2 separate regions of the Triticum aestivum genome follow, and region 1 is linked to region 2. A link is a contact called in public Hi-C data. All regions are on one chromosome and are shown on one strand. Each heading gives the region's core, a stretch centred on a gene start, on an enhancer-like site or on the middle of the called end of the contact. The rest is flanking DNA. Distances are from core to core; before and after follow the strand shown. Region 1 holds the start of LOC123114713 (boron transporter 4). Region 2 has its middle 16 kb from the start of LOC123114695.

Evidence for each region. A called contact is a pair of places that touch in the nucleus more often than the background predicts.
Region 1: a Hi-C map of leaf shows a contact between it and region 2, with 4 times the contacts expected there. The contact joins the promoter of LOC123114713 here to the enhancer-like site in region 2. A contact is called at or near these places in 2 of 5 Hi-C or Micro-C datasets (both in leaf).

What each region holds. Positions count from the first base shown.
Region 1 is chr1B:181,911,480-181,919,047 of IWGSC CS RefSeq v2.1, forward strand. LOC123114713 (boron transporter 4) reads right to left here and starts at 2,946. Exons shown (of 16, transcript XM_044536158.1): 1 at 2,873-2,946; 2 at 2,722-2,787; 3 at 1,432-2,241. The coding sequence starts at 1,623. LOC123114750 (pentatricopeptide repeat-containing protein At1g09900) reads right to left here. Exons shown (of 2, transcript XM_044536177.1): 2 at 4,594-4,917.
Region 2 is chr1B:181,497,964-181,505,153 of IWGSC CS RefSeq v2.1, forward strand. No RefSeq gene overlaps it. Among protein-coding and RNA genes, the nearest start is that of LOC123114695, 16 kb to the left of the region's middle. Within about 2 kb of position 4,143, at least 2 of the 8 cell types and tissues checked have an H3K27ac peak or open chromatin away from gene starts, as enhancers often do. A contact at or near this core is called in leaf, where this site is marked.

The DNA of each region.
Region 1 (7,568 bases), core at 1,696-4,195, 410 kb after region 2:
GATATAATGTTTACCAACAAGGAAAAGGTGTGGCTATACCAACAACTATTTCCACAATACTTAGGTTTGGCGGAAAAAAAGGTGGCACCTCTGGAGTCATATTTGAAACTACTTGTTCATGATCACAGTTTTGTGATTATGAACAACATCATATAAAAATGAATTAAGACTAGAAGTTCTATTTTGGACGCCACATCAAGTAAAACACATCTCATAAAAATCAACTGAAGATGTCATGTTCTTCCCACACAAACAAAGCCAAGAGAATTTGCAAAGAAAACTGTGCATGAAGACAATGGACAGAGTTGCATTACCCCATAAAATGTTGCTTCATAACTTGAGATTTCGTCTGTGAAAGAATACGATAGCTAGCACGTGAAGTATCAGCCAAAGGAAATAGCAAGGTTGGCCCAATTTGGCTTGCCTCTGTTTATTATGCTATATTTAGCATGCTGGATGGGCCAAATTTTGACTGGTCATTAACCATTGAATGATGGCCTTTGGTATGCCCAGTATCCTTCATTTAACATGATGCTATATTTAGTTTAGTATTAGTGCCGAACACGGTAAGAGCACATTTTTTTGTATGACTATCTTGACAGCTGAGATAGCCAAAAAGGGAGGGTTTTCAACTTTCAGGCAAACCAAAAAAGAAAAAGGGTAATTAAAGCAGACCATTTGGACCAGCTGAATTAGGCAAACGCAAGCATCCTATCGACCGGCAGACATTTGAAACTAGCCCCAAAGGCTGGGGCCAAATATGATGTGATAATAGGCCATAGCAAAGGGAAGCAAACGCCATACATGGATGAATATGATAGCACAAGCTTATGCGGTGGCCATGCTCTGCTTAACGAAATCAATCAAGCTGCCAGATCTCCTCTGCACACAAGCTTCACACACCGCAATCGTGAAGAGAAGTTGAAGCAAGCTCCAAATTCACATAAATAAAAAGCGGGTACAAATCATGCATGTTTGGGGCCATGTTAATAACAACCCAAAGTAGTGAGATGGCGCTACAATTTTGCAGGGGATTGCATATTTGCATCCATGCGCCAAAGCTGCAAGTAATTAGAACGCTTCAAACAGAAGTGCCAGAAGATGGCCAAAGAAATGCTACAGAGATAGAGAAAAATTCACCCTACGTGCTCATTGCTGCTGCTGCAGATGAAAAAATTGCCGAAGAATCGCATTCTTCCAAACAAACAAAAAATAGTAACACGTACAGCATCAATTTAAGAGCTACATTTCCTTCAAGCGCATAGAATTACCCCGAGTTTAATCAACAAGAGCAACAGACAAAAAATGGAGGCGTCAATTCGACACGTCCGCATGCAGCGAAGGAGCTGCACCCAGCAAACAACCCAAGCAACCCGTGGAGGAAGTTTGGAGGTGAGGGGATTGAGGCATTGGAACGGAGCGGAGCCTTACCAGCAGCGGCGTACCAGGTCGAGGCGGGGTGGGGGAGGCGAGGCGAAGCGTGGCGCCGGAGATGCGCCGTAGTGCAACGGCAATGCCGCCTCCACCGGCGACGCAGGGTGCGAAACCCGGCGTCGGCAGGCGGAGGAGGCGAGCTGGGGCAGGGGCCGGGCGGGGTTGCAGCCTTCTTTCCTTCCCACCCATTTCCTCTGCAATGGCCGCCTATTTGTAGACCCCGGCGACCCCATGGAACCATCGGGGGAGAGAAGATCAGTGTGCGCACGCCTGCCCCCCGATTTCCCTCTCTGTCACGTGGCCCCGATGAAAATAGTAAACGTGGTGCCAGGACTGCGTGGGGCCGAGGTGTCACCGGCGCACGGCTTGCGGGTTTGAATCGAGGAGCATCGCGGCTGTCCGTTCGAGCCGATGGTAGGATCTGCGTGGGGCCAGTGCTCGCCGCGCGTGTCAGGCAGCAGGACAGCTGTCCCCGATCTGGTCCACATCGTCCTCTCGCCTGCTCTGAGCCCGATCGAGCACGTTCGCTCCAAGCACCGGCTGAGCAACTCGCACGCGGGGGCTAGCCTGGGTGACCCGATGATGCCGTGGCGACGTTTCCGCCGTTTGGTTCGGCCTCGGCCAACCCGATCGAAACTTATGCACGTTTCCCTTCCAAACTTGGACGAGACGTACGCGAGGGATGCACCCACCAGCTGGCCTGTCGAGACATGGCAGTCAGGGAAACGGGGCGATTGGGCAGGCTCTGCTGCCACTACGAGCGTACGGGGTGCTGCCTTCTCGCAGCCATGTCATATTCAGTGTGACCTGTACAATGGGAGCATGGTTTTATCAAGAACTGCACGCGTGCTTCGTGTGGAATGAGGTGCAACTATATACAGTACATACATGCATGCTAACATCGATCCGTAACCCGTTGTGTAACCTCATACCATTAGCCTGAGAATGATTTCAGTACCGTAACAATAGCAATCACATCCCGACTGAAACAAACAGAAGTATCCACGCTGCTTGATTCAGTATAATATCAAGTTGGCACCAAAAAAAAAATCAAGTTGGCACCACAAGTTGGTTCAGGATTTAGCTACCAGTAAACATCACGTGTATGGAGCCACATGGACACAAATCTGACTACATCGCCTTGGGGAAAACCTCACAACCAACAACACTGTTCGTGCCATAATATATTCATTCCCACACAAATTCATGCAAGTCTACATACAAATCGGCAAAAGGAAGGCATGCATCCAGGTGAACAAGGCATGTTAGGAAATGGAAAAGATTAACCTGCCATGGCAATCATTTAAAACGGAACCGCCCCACAATACTTGCATGTCTGGAAGGTTGGCCACGCTGATACCAACAAGTAAAAACAATATTAGAAATCATTCAAAACATAACAAAAATGACATCGCTTCATATAGCTCAAGTAAGCTACCAAGATAATGTTGTGGTCCTTCATAGAGAAAATGCAGAAGCTTTGCGACTTGATGCATTGATAGAAGCACGCACAACCCTCCGAGTAAGTGCCCCCATGAACATGACCACAAAAAGAAATACACCCATTGTGCTGTCAAAAAGTGAAGAAAATTCATGAGGCCGGAACGAAAAGACGCAAATCAGAACACAAACTCGAAGCACTCACATCCTTGTTGTTTGTGAACTGGATAGGTCAAGGTCGGCCACAGCTTTACTGGTCAAGGCCCACTGCCTAACCGAACCCTAGCTCGGAGGAGTAAAATGTGTGCTAGAGCGTCCCGGAAGGGTGAGACGGAGTAGGGGCCTTTGTTGCTATATCCTGTAAAAACAAGGGGTGACTACAAGCATGGTGGCAAGTGGCAACAGAAGGAGATTGTGAGGGCTGGCACAGAAAAGTCCTAGATCATTGAGTTCTCGTTGGTTTAAATTTTTATGCAGCACATGTGGGTGGAGATTGTTAGGGAGGAAGGTGGAGCAAGGAAGGTTTGAGATTTCAGGCTCAATAAATCTTGATATCGCTTGTACATTTTTAATGGAGTGGTCCATGACATGGTTTCCAACATTCCATGTTTCCACTGAATGTGGTTTCGATGTGATAATCATAAGAGGAAAAACAACAACATCATAGAACCTATTTTAAGTACTCAGAGGACCATAATACCAGAGTGCAACATTTGGCTACCGTACAACATTTACATCTACTTAGAGCAATAAAATATGACCTTGAGACAAAGGAACAATTCATCTGAACGTAATAAGCAAATAATTGTACCTGCCACTTTTCTCTCTTCTATAAAGAGCTCCATGTAGAGTAACCCCAACACCTGATGCTATATGCACTCTACCTATTGTAGATAGAGAACAAAACACATAGCAACCCCAGCACCTCGCTAATCAAATTTCATCTGAACCAGATAACAAGAATCCTGCCAGCACAAATGATTTAGGATACTCCTTTTGAAATTGCAATAGCATGCTGATAGGAAAATTATTTAAAATACCAATACCTTCAAACAAGATAATAAAGATGAAAAATATATTGATTTCAAAACTTCATGGTCATCTGAGTCCTGTTAAGAGTCATGTGTCTGCTACACAAATTACCGAAAAGACCCAGACACCCAGCAAGATTACACTCACAAAAGACAGGTGCAGTAAAAGCACGTGTTTGAGTTACATTCGAATCCCACCTGTGCAGCATGTTGCTGATAACAAAGCTTGCAGAAAACAGGAAGCTAAAGTAGTGCGGATATAATAGAAACAGGATTCGTAGATTAAAAAGTGAAGCCAATATGTTGTATCACAACAAGGTTCCAACTGGCCTAGACCAAATGTACATACTGGTATGCCCGCACATGCATTAAGCTGCTTATGCTTTTGTCATTGCTTCGCAGAAAAAGGGCTAGCAGGACCTTATTGCCTTGGGAGCCCTTTGGTATTTATTTATATTTGTGACTACCCCTCTTTAAATTAGCAAGGTGGTACATATCTCGACTTACGTCCCCATGCTACTGACCAGCCACACTTAGGCATAATTTCAACCAGGCAAGGCTAAGGTGTCACAGTTGTGGAAAATAGAATAGACGACAGGGGAAATTCAGCATCCTAGTAACTAAAATATTTGTAGCATAGATATGTATGACAGAACTTGTATAAAATTCAAAGAAATGATGATACCAATGTCCAAGAGAATTATGATATCAGCTATAAATATTTCTTGCTAGATCTTACTACTACTTTACAACACCAGATACAAAAGTAACACCATTTATGTAAATCAATGTAATTTCACTTCAGTACCCACTACAAAAATCTTTCTATGTTGTCAACTAAGTCTGGCAATCTTTCCAGAACTCACCAGTTAGACTTCATCTGTCGAGTGGCAGTGTGGAATATGTTAACATGAACAGGCATGTGGCCATCTTCGTACCATGTACAGAGTGTTATAAAAGCCAGACACAACATGTGTCAGTATCTTTAGTAATGTCGACTCTTCATTCATGTCTGTTGGAAGGAGGGAAATAATTAAAAGAAGAAATAAGTTCCTGAAATGTGAGATGTATAACTCAAAGAAAACCTGAGTAAAAGAAACTGAGGGAGTGCTACTTTGTGCAAAGTTTGGATAAAAAGACCAACTCGAATTGCATAGTGTGCAGTGTGCTAGAGGAGGCGTTGTTCATAATAGTTTGGGAGGTATACCAAACACTACAGGATATTTCAGCTGCCAAAATATATATTAAAAAATTGGCACAATTGTCAGACTAAGCGCTTTACATCATAAAGTATTGGTTCCAAGTAGCAACAGGTAACCTACAGTTAATATACTAAATGTATCGATGAAAATCACTAGAGGTGTGTCTTACTTGAGAATCGGGGTGCAAATGTCTACCCTTTTGGTATTCTCTGTGGTAGGAACCGGATCCCTACCAGGGCGTGGTCGCCGGCGCTGGGGCGCCGTCGTTGCGTGCGCGCGCGGGAGAGAGAGAGAGAGAGCGCATCGGCGGCTAGGGTTAGGTCTCCCAGCTCCCTAAGGAAGTCGAGCAAATATGATTGCTTCTTGCTTAATCCCAAAACGGGTCCTTACACGAGTTTATATAATCCTCCTAATAAGATAATTGGGCTAAGCCCCTAATAACGATAAGATAAACTGGGCCACAACTAACTGGGCTAAGCCCCTAATATGCTGGTCATAACATCTCTCCCCGCCTGCACAAACAGCTCGTCCTCGAGCTGGAAGGCGGGGCAGATCAACGGTCGCCAAACACCTCCGCGTCAACTGGGGCGGGCTGGTCGCCGAGCCCGGCGACGGCGGGGTCCACCTCAATGTAGTCTGCAACCTCCAGGTAGAAGAGTCGTGGGCAGACGTGGCCCAATACGTAGGGCTCGTCGCAGTTGAAGCACAACCCTTGGCGGCGACGCTTGAGTTGCTCGGCCGGGGTGAACCGGCGGAACGGGCATGCCGCAGCCGCGGCGAGGGGCGCCGCGGAAGCCTGGGCAGGCCGACCCTGCGCGGGAACTTCCGGCCAGGGTGGCGGCCCAGCGGCCCAGGGCGGTGTCGCCTGCTGGATGGCCACCGCGCGACGCTCGAACGCGCGGGCGTAGTACATGGCCATCTGGAGGTCCTGTGGCCCGCGCATCTCCACGTCCACGCGAATGTGGTCCGGTAGGCCGCCGACGAAGAGCTCAGCCCGCTGACGAGCCGAAACGCCGGGGTCGTGGCACGCCAGTGCCTGGAAGCGGTCGGCGAAGTCTTGCACCGAGGTGAGGAACGGAAGACGCCCAAGCTCCGCCAGACGGCTCCCGCGTATAGGCGGACCAAAGCGCAAGAGGCACAATTTGCGGAAGCGCTCCCATGGTGGCATGCCGCCCTCGTCCTGTTTGAGGGCGCAGTACCACGTCTACGTGGCTCCTCGGAGATGATACGAGGCGATCCAGGTGCGGTCGGACGCGAGCGTGCGCTGTCCCCTGAAAAATTGGTCGCATTGGTTGACCCAATTCAGGGGGTCGACGGTGCCGTCGTGCGTCGCAAACTCCAGCTTGGAGAATCTTGGCAGCGTCTGGACCTGGACGACGGGCAGGTGCGCCTCATCAGCACGACGCAGCGAGGATGACGGGGCCGAGTAGGCGGGCATCAGGGTGCCGCCCTGGAACAGGGGCCCGTCGACGCTGGCGAAGGGCTCGGCGTAGCCCGAGGACCCGCCAAACTGCATGGCTGGGTGTGTCGCCGGCGGAGGCAGCACGTGCGGCCCGACCGAGGCCGTCGTGTAGACCGGCGCAAGGGACCCAGCGAGCCAGGCCGGTAACGGAGACGGACCTGGTGGATGGGCACCCCCGGGCCCGTCGTCGGGATGCCCAGGGCCATGGTCTTGCTCCTGCTGCATGGTGGAGGCGTCGGGGTTCGTCGCTAGTGGTGGCTGCCACGACAGCTGTTGCATGGCGACGGCGACGGGGGTCGCCGAGGACGGCGGCTGTTGCGGCGGCAGGGCGGAGGCGAAGGGCACAGGCGGCTGCGGCCATAGGATCTTGCGAGGAACGTGTAGATGCCCGTGACCGCCTGGGTGAGATCCCAGATGGCAGCCGTCATCTCCTCCGGGGTGAAGACGACGGGGACGGGCGCGGCGGAGGTGACCGGCACCGGCAAGAGCGTGGCGCTGGCCGTGGTGGCCATCGGGGCGGTCGTCGCGGTCGGTAGCAGAAGGGTCGGGGTGGGCGGCGGCGAGGACATAATCGCACCGAAGCTATCTGATACCAAATTGGTAGGAACCGGATCCCTACCAGGGCGTGGTCTCAGGTTGTAGGGGTGGAAGGAGGGATGGCGTGGTCGCCGGCGCTGGGGCGCCGTCGTTGCGTGCGCACGAGAGAGAGAGAGAGAGAGAGAGAGAGAGAGAGAGAGAGAGAGAGAGCAGCGGCGGCTAGGGTTAGCTCTCCCGGCTCCCTAAGGAAGCCGGGCAAATATGATTGCTTCTTGCTTAATCCCAAAACGGGTCCTTACACGAGTTTATATAATCCTCCTAACAAGATAATTGGGCTAAGCCCCTAATAACGATAAGATAAACTGGGCCACAACTAACTGGGCTAAGCCCCTAATATGCCGGTCATAACACTCTGGCCCTCTTTAGTTCAACCAAATGAACTAAACTTTTAAAAGTCACATC
Region 2 (7,190 bases), core at 2,893-5,392:
TCCACGGCTTGGGCTTCACCCTCGATCCCTTCGTGAGGGGGCTCATGTTCTACTATGGGTTGGATTTTCATGATCTGGCTCCAGACGCTATCCTCCATATCTCGTCGTTCATTATCGTGTGCGAGGCTTTTCTCCACGTCACCCCACACTTCGGCTTATGGCTCAAGACCTTCAATGTGAAGCCAAAGATGATCGAGGGGCGACATGTGGAGTGCGGAGGTGCCGTAATAAGCAGGAACGCCGATGCCCCATGGCCAGAGGGTTCTTTCCCAGAAGTATACGATGTATGGCAACGAAGGTGGTTCTACGTCACGGCTCCCAGAGGTACAAAGTGGGTGGCTGCTCCCGAGTTCCGCTCGGGCCCTCCGTCACAACTAGCGTCTTGGACCGACGTAGGACAAAATTGAGGGCCCGCTGGTGACATACCAGTACTGCAGAATCGCATTCGGCAGCTCCTTGAGAGGGACATTAACCTCGTCAGCATAATACAAGTGATGTTAATCCGACGGATGTTGCCGTGCCAATGCCGGCCTCTCCGGATGTGGGAGTTCAATCCGGAGGGTTCGCGGACTGTCAAGCACTTCTTCGGCTTGAAGCTTGAAGGGATGTGCAAATTATTCTTCGGACAGAAAGTAGAGTGTCAGGACACCACCGAGGATGCGGGCCTAAGCTGGAATTGCCTAGATACCCAAGTAAGTAGCCTTGATACCGGACACCTGGTTTTGAATTTGTCATAATTGTTTATTCTGACAATCATCCGTGGCCAGGAATAGCTTAGCAAGGCGGAGAGAATCAGGTGTCTGGCACCACTTCCCGAAGGCTCGCCTGGTCCCACCATGGCCAAGATGCTTGACCGGGTACTCAGCAGAATGCCCTCAGGGAAGGACGAGGGGAAGAACGAAGAAACCGAACTCCACACGCTACGCATCCGAACCGGGGGAATTGTTACCTCCCCTAAGGAGGATAGTCGGGTAAGGGAGGCTAAGGCCTCCTCCCCGCGCGGGAAGAAGAGGGCTGCCTCCAAAGACTTGGAGGCGGGGATGCCCAAACCAGGGGAAAAGGCATCTTCAGGGGCCCCTGCCCCGATGAGCACCCTCACCGCGTCATGCCCACCAACGGGCCAGCCCTTCACCGAGCTGTAAGTCCATCTACAATTTGAAGGTACTGTGTCTCTCCTAGATCAATAACCAGGATTCGACTTTTTGCAGTCCGGCTAGCAGCTCTTCTCAACAAGGTTCGTCTTCAGGGGATCTTCCTCCGGAGATGATGGAGAGCGAGACCCCACCCGCCTCTCCGACTTATGAAGCGGGCCACACCGAGGTGTCGTCACGGAGGAGTCCGGATCTGCCGAAGCCGGAAGCCAATACGTCAGCCGCCCTGAGTCCGGAGCGTTTGGCTCACACGAGGGGCGATGGGAAGGGTCCGGCACAGTTCAATGTTCGGCCGGAAGTACTAACGGGCTTACTGGAGCGAGCTGCGCTCTCGGAGGAGCACCGCTCATAATGAGCGCGGTGCTCAAGAAGATTTCATCCGCTACAAGCGGTTTGAATGAAGCATTCACAAGCCTGCTCAGTGGCTTTGAGGTATGTAATGAAGAATACACTATTTATTTGGCTGTGAGGCACGCGCTAGGTGTGCTCCATATAGATAGTAGCCCTGAGACTCTGGTTGCCCGCCCTAGGCGGCAAACGGGGGATCATAAACCAATGATTGTGCTGTAAATATGTGTAGGTATCTGTGGGTCCTGCCGCCGGCCAGTCCGCTGAAGTTGCCGAACTAACGAGGCAAATTGGATCGATTGATGCCGATATCACGTTGGTGAATGAGCGGCTGGACAAATCACAAGGTATGTGTCTTGCCTTCCTTTGTATAGAAAAATATGAAGGTGGCATGATATTAATGTGATATGTTTGGACTGCAGATGGTGCTGCTGCCGTGGAGGCCCTGAGGGCGGAACTTGCTCAAGCCAAGGAACAAGCTCGGGTGAGCAATGCGGTTGCCCTAAAGGCGGCCGAGGAATTGAGGGCCGAACAGACTGCTCATCGCCGAAGCGAGGAAAAGATAGCCGAAATGGCTGTTGAGTTAAAAAATGCCGCTGACCGGTATGAGCTCCTTAAAAAGGAGCATGAGGATAACTCGGCCGACCTGAACAAGGCACTTAATGCCGCCAAGGAAATACGGACCGAGCTCAGGGGTGCGCGGGAGGAGCTTCAACAGGCCGGTAAAATCGTGGCTGGGGGCTCCTATTTGCTGTGGACGAAGTTTTTCGATCCGAAGTACGCTCCCCTGGATGGACGCTGGAGTCCTGCGGACGCATATGCGGATTTGGCGAAGAGTACGGCTGACGCTGCCGAGTTCTTCAAAGATCAAGGTGATAAGGAAGTGGAGAAGCTTTTCTGGTCACAATTCAATGCTCCCACTCGCCCGCTGCCGTTAAGTGACAAGATGGCTGCTATAGCGGAGCTTCACAGGCTGTCCGGGCTTGCAATGCGATCTGTAATAGACCATCTTTGGCCGAAGGGGTCTAAGCCGGACAGTTACTTTGGCTTGGTGCAACAATTCCTTGGGGCCATGCCTCAGATCGATGCCATGAGAAGGTCGGCGTGCGTAGAAGGTGCGCGGATGCCTCTTGCCCGCGTTAAAGCCTATTGGACGGATATGGAGGCCACCATTATAGTGACCCAGGATCCGACGGGAGGCCAATATCCGGCCAAGCACTACTTGGTGCAGGTCACCGAAGGTGCCCGCCTAATAAAGACGCAGTGCTCGAAGAATGTCTTGTTTGAATGATGAATTGAATCATTGTAAAAATAATGTTTATTTTGATTATGAGGCTATATTTATACTGTTTGCCTGAAAATATGATTGTGTCTCCTGTGCGGCCACTTATATATATATATATATATATATATATATATATATATATATATATACTAGCACACATGCCCGTGCGTTGCAACGGGAGATTTTTTCCTCCACATATACTCAACCCAATATGAGCGTGGCTAGTCAGTTCAAAATTATTCATTCATTTAATAAATTTAGCACGTTAATTCTTAGTTCCTTTGAATAATAATGCTCACCTTTGTTTTGTGATGCTTGGATTAGATGTTGAACTTCGTGTCAGTGCATGTGACACTTAGATTCTATATTTTATTTGCACATGCTTGTTAGTTAGGTATTAATATCAGTAATTTTGTGGATTAATTTATTTTAAAAATGTACCTATCAATATATTAGTATCGAAACATGCACCATTTGTTTTTATCTTTGATGAGAATACTACCAAAGGGAAAAAAGGAGACATTGAGTGCATAGTGATTATAATGGAGATTTTTTTTGCAGATGCTCAATTGTCCACACGTGCACATTATTAACATGCAGGCTTTACGATTGATTACCTTCAGTTAATATATATGGTCTGGTCTATTCCTATGATTGGGATGCCTTTATACTCAAGCACGCCCCAGCGCCAACAATCCAGCTCTAGCGCCCTCCTATTTTTCATTTGTGCCTTTCATTTGCCTTGTGCAGGGTACAACCCTCCTCTAGGTAAATCATACCTAAATCAATCAAAGCTAGCATTTTTCGAAAGACAAATAAATACCCCCCAAAAAAGAGCATGTGGATGTTGTGCATTGCTTGCAATGCCACCAACAAAATGCAAAGTGCTAGAGCACAGACACATGTTTATGCATGAGTGCGCGTCCCCGCTTAAATTATGCACCTGACAGGCGAGCCCATAATCCTCATTCAAAATCATCCATGTAGTGGCGTGGCGGGACATCCAGGCCAGCCTTCTTCCTCCCTTTGGCCTTTCTTAATATCAGCATCATGATTCGATTCTGCTCCCCTCCTCACATTTTTCTTCGTTATAATATTTACTCTATCACAACCTTCTTCCTCCCTTTAGAATTCAATTCTGCTTCCTTCCTACGACATCTTATTTCCTTTCTTATTGATTCATGAGACAACACCTTGATACTCAGAGAAAATAAAAGACGTATATAAGTTAATAGGATTGCATGTAAGCAACCGATATGGGACTAATACACGAATCAAGCTTTCTCTATTTTTGTAACATAACGTGAGGTAGCTCAGTTGGTCATGACCTTAGTCCTATGGTATGAGGTCTTGAGTTCGAATCAGCAAACTGGCTATTTTTTCCCTCCCCTGTTCTGCACTGGGCCGTTCTTTGTTGGGCCACATCGTGTTTTGAGTTCGAATTAGCAAACTGGCTATTTTTTCCCTCCCATGTTTTGCATTGGGCCGTTTTTTGATGGGCCACATCGTACCTTCGTTGGCCCACATCGTAGGATGATCGTGGAAGACACGCTGAACGCTGGACGACCGCAGCACACACACGTAGTTTTAGTTTAGTACCACCTTGGATATACGTAGGCTTGAAACTGAAAGCGTAAATTTACGGGAAGAAGCGTATTATGACGGTGAACCCGACAAAGTCAATCCGTGCTTTATTATTATTAGGGAAAGATATATATATATATATATATATATATATATATATATATATATATATATATATATATGACAATTTTTTCCTACTACCGGGTGTAGTTACTCCCACTTTTGTTTCATATGTTCTAGGTAGTATTTATCATAGGAGAGTATGTACGCGTAGTATGTAATATGTAAGAATGTTTAGGTAGTATATATACTATTTTTTAGGTAGTATGTAGTATATTTTGAGCATACTCCTTTATATGTATAAATATGTACGTATTTCACAAATATTAAAAAACATGGGCTCACATGCAATTTTTTCACATAACTCGCTTTGGAGTATCTTAGATATAGTATGTGAACATATTAAAAATAATAAAGTAGAGTATATACTACCACATGGTAGTATATGAGAAATGGGTGTAACTACACCCGGTATTAGGATGCATTTTCCCTATATATATATATATATATATATATATATATATATATATATATATATATATATATATATATATATATATATATATATATAAATTGTAATCCGAAAGTTAGCAATCGTTGGCTTAAGCCCGCACGCATACAATGCGGGGGTGTTCGCGAAAAATATGCGTAATCACACTTGATCCAACGTCTTGGTCCATTAAGGAGGTGATCGCACGTCGAACTAGGCAACCAGACTATATAGCTGTAACACTTTCGCTTAGCCATGGGAGTCTAACGTTGGGGCTACTATGTAGCCCTTGGTACATTCGCGTACATCTGAATACGGGCGCATATGTACATGAGCGGGAAATGGCCCTTCGTTAATGCGGAGGAATCCTAAAGATTCCGGTGAGTCTTCGAGTGGTTGAACAGTCTCTCGCTGCATCACGACAGTTAGTTTTCGGCTTTCTCTACTGAGGTGCTCATCCGGAATAACCAGGGCACAATCGCAGTAGTTCTCCTTTGGCCACCTTAGCCGATAATAACGGAACGTAAGGCAGCAAACCCAGGAGCCGGGCAAACCCAACATTTGACCAAAGACATGATTCGAAGCTGATGCATATAAGGCTAAACTCGTGACGCCGAACACTCCCGAAGGTATTCGGACTTTATAACAGATGATGGGCTCAAGAATGCCCATTCATTATAAACCCTATTTTTCCAGCTACGTGCGGTAATCTGTCGTGGCGAAATGCCAAAAACGGCAGTATCCTTTGTGGGTATGGAACCCATGGGATGGTTAAACAACAAGAGGCAATAGAAAAGGTTTACACAGGGGCTTAATCTAAAAAGAAACATGTTGAACGGGGCCCTGCTGCACGTCTGCGCCTTTGTCTCCGTTGTGCCGTATCCTGGAAGGGTATCGCGCGAACGTTGTGTGTGGAAAAAGAAAACTCATAGGAGAGTACAACGTAAGTATGCGATGGATAACAAAAGTGTAAGATGTTGGCCTGTCAATAAGGTTGACCCAAGTGTGGGGTTTTATTAAGTATTTATAGCCCCTGGTATCCGCTGTGGGATTACAGATACGTTGCCCTGGTTCGATCTGGGCTACCGGACTCGTCTAACCGTGTCTGTGGTCTTAACGACCAGTCATGTTTTTTTTTGATATCGGAGGTCGCTTATAGTCCGGCCGCTAGGGCCATCGCGTGTTCCTCTGCGCCTGAAGAGCGCTCTGTTATTCCGCTAACAGTGATGACACCACGTGGACCGGGCATCTTGATTGTAAGGTAGCCATAGTGCGGCAATACGTTGAAGCGGGTGAAGGCCGTTCTTCCAAGCAATGCGTGATAGTTGCTTTGGAAGGGTGCGATGATGAAGAGTAGTTCTTCGCTTCTGGAGTTGCCTGGAGAGCCGAATGTTACCTCCAGTATGACAGAGCCCCTACTGTAGGCTTCAACGCCTGGTATCACCCCTTCAAAGGTGGTGTTGCTTTTACTAATTCTGGATGGGTCTATCCCCATCCTGCGGACAGTGTCCTCATGTATTAGATTGAGACTGCTGCCGCTGTCCATGAGGACGTGGGTGAGATGGTATCCGTCGATTATTGGGTCGAGCACCAAGGTCTCTGATCCTTCGCGCCGAATACTAGTTCGGCCGTCCGAGCGGTCGAAGGTGATCGGATAAGACATCCAGTAGTTAGGTGTAGGTGCGATGGGCTCTACATCGCATGCATCTCTGTGCACGCGTTTGTGCCTTCTCAAGGATGTGCGAGTCGCGTGGATGATGTTCACTGTTTTAACCTCTGGTGGGAATTTTTTTGTCCCCCAGTGTTCGGCTGGCGAGGTTCATCCTCGTCTTCACTTGGTGTTTCCCTTCCCTTGTGTTCGGCATTTAGTTTGCCGGCCTTCTTGAAGACCCAGCACTCCCTGTGCGTGTGGTTTGCAGGTTTGTCAGGGGTGCCATGAATTCGGCATAGTCTGTCCAAGACTCTGTTTAGACCGGACAGTCCCTCTTTACTGCCTTTAGATGGCTTATTTTGCTGATTAGGCCGAGAGCCCCTGAGTCCGGCATTAACCGTTGTGTTATCCGGGCTCTCTTCCTTGTTCTGGCGTTTGTTTTTATTACGCCGTGGCTTCCCATTGCCATCTCTTATTTCGGATGTGCTAGGGTCGCTGGTGCCTTTACGGGCTAGCCAACTATCTTCACCCGCGCAAAAGCGAGTCATAAGGCTTGTTAGGGCTGCCATTGTCCTTGGCTTTTCTTGGTCGAGGTGTCTGGCGAGCCACTCGTCGTGGATG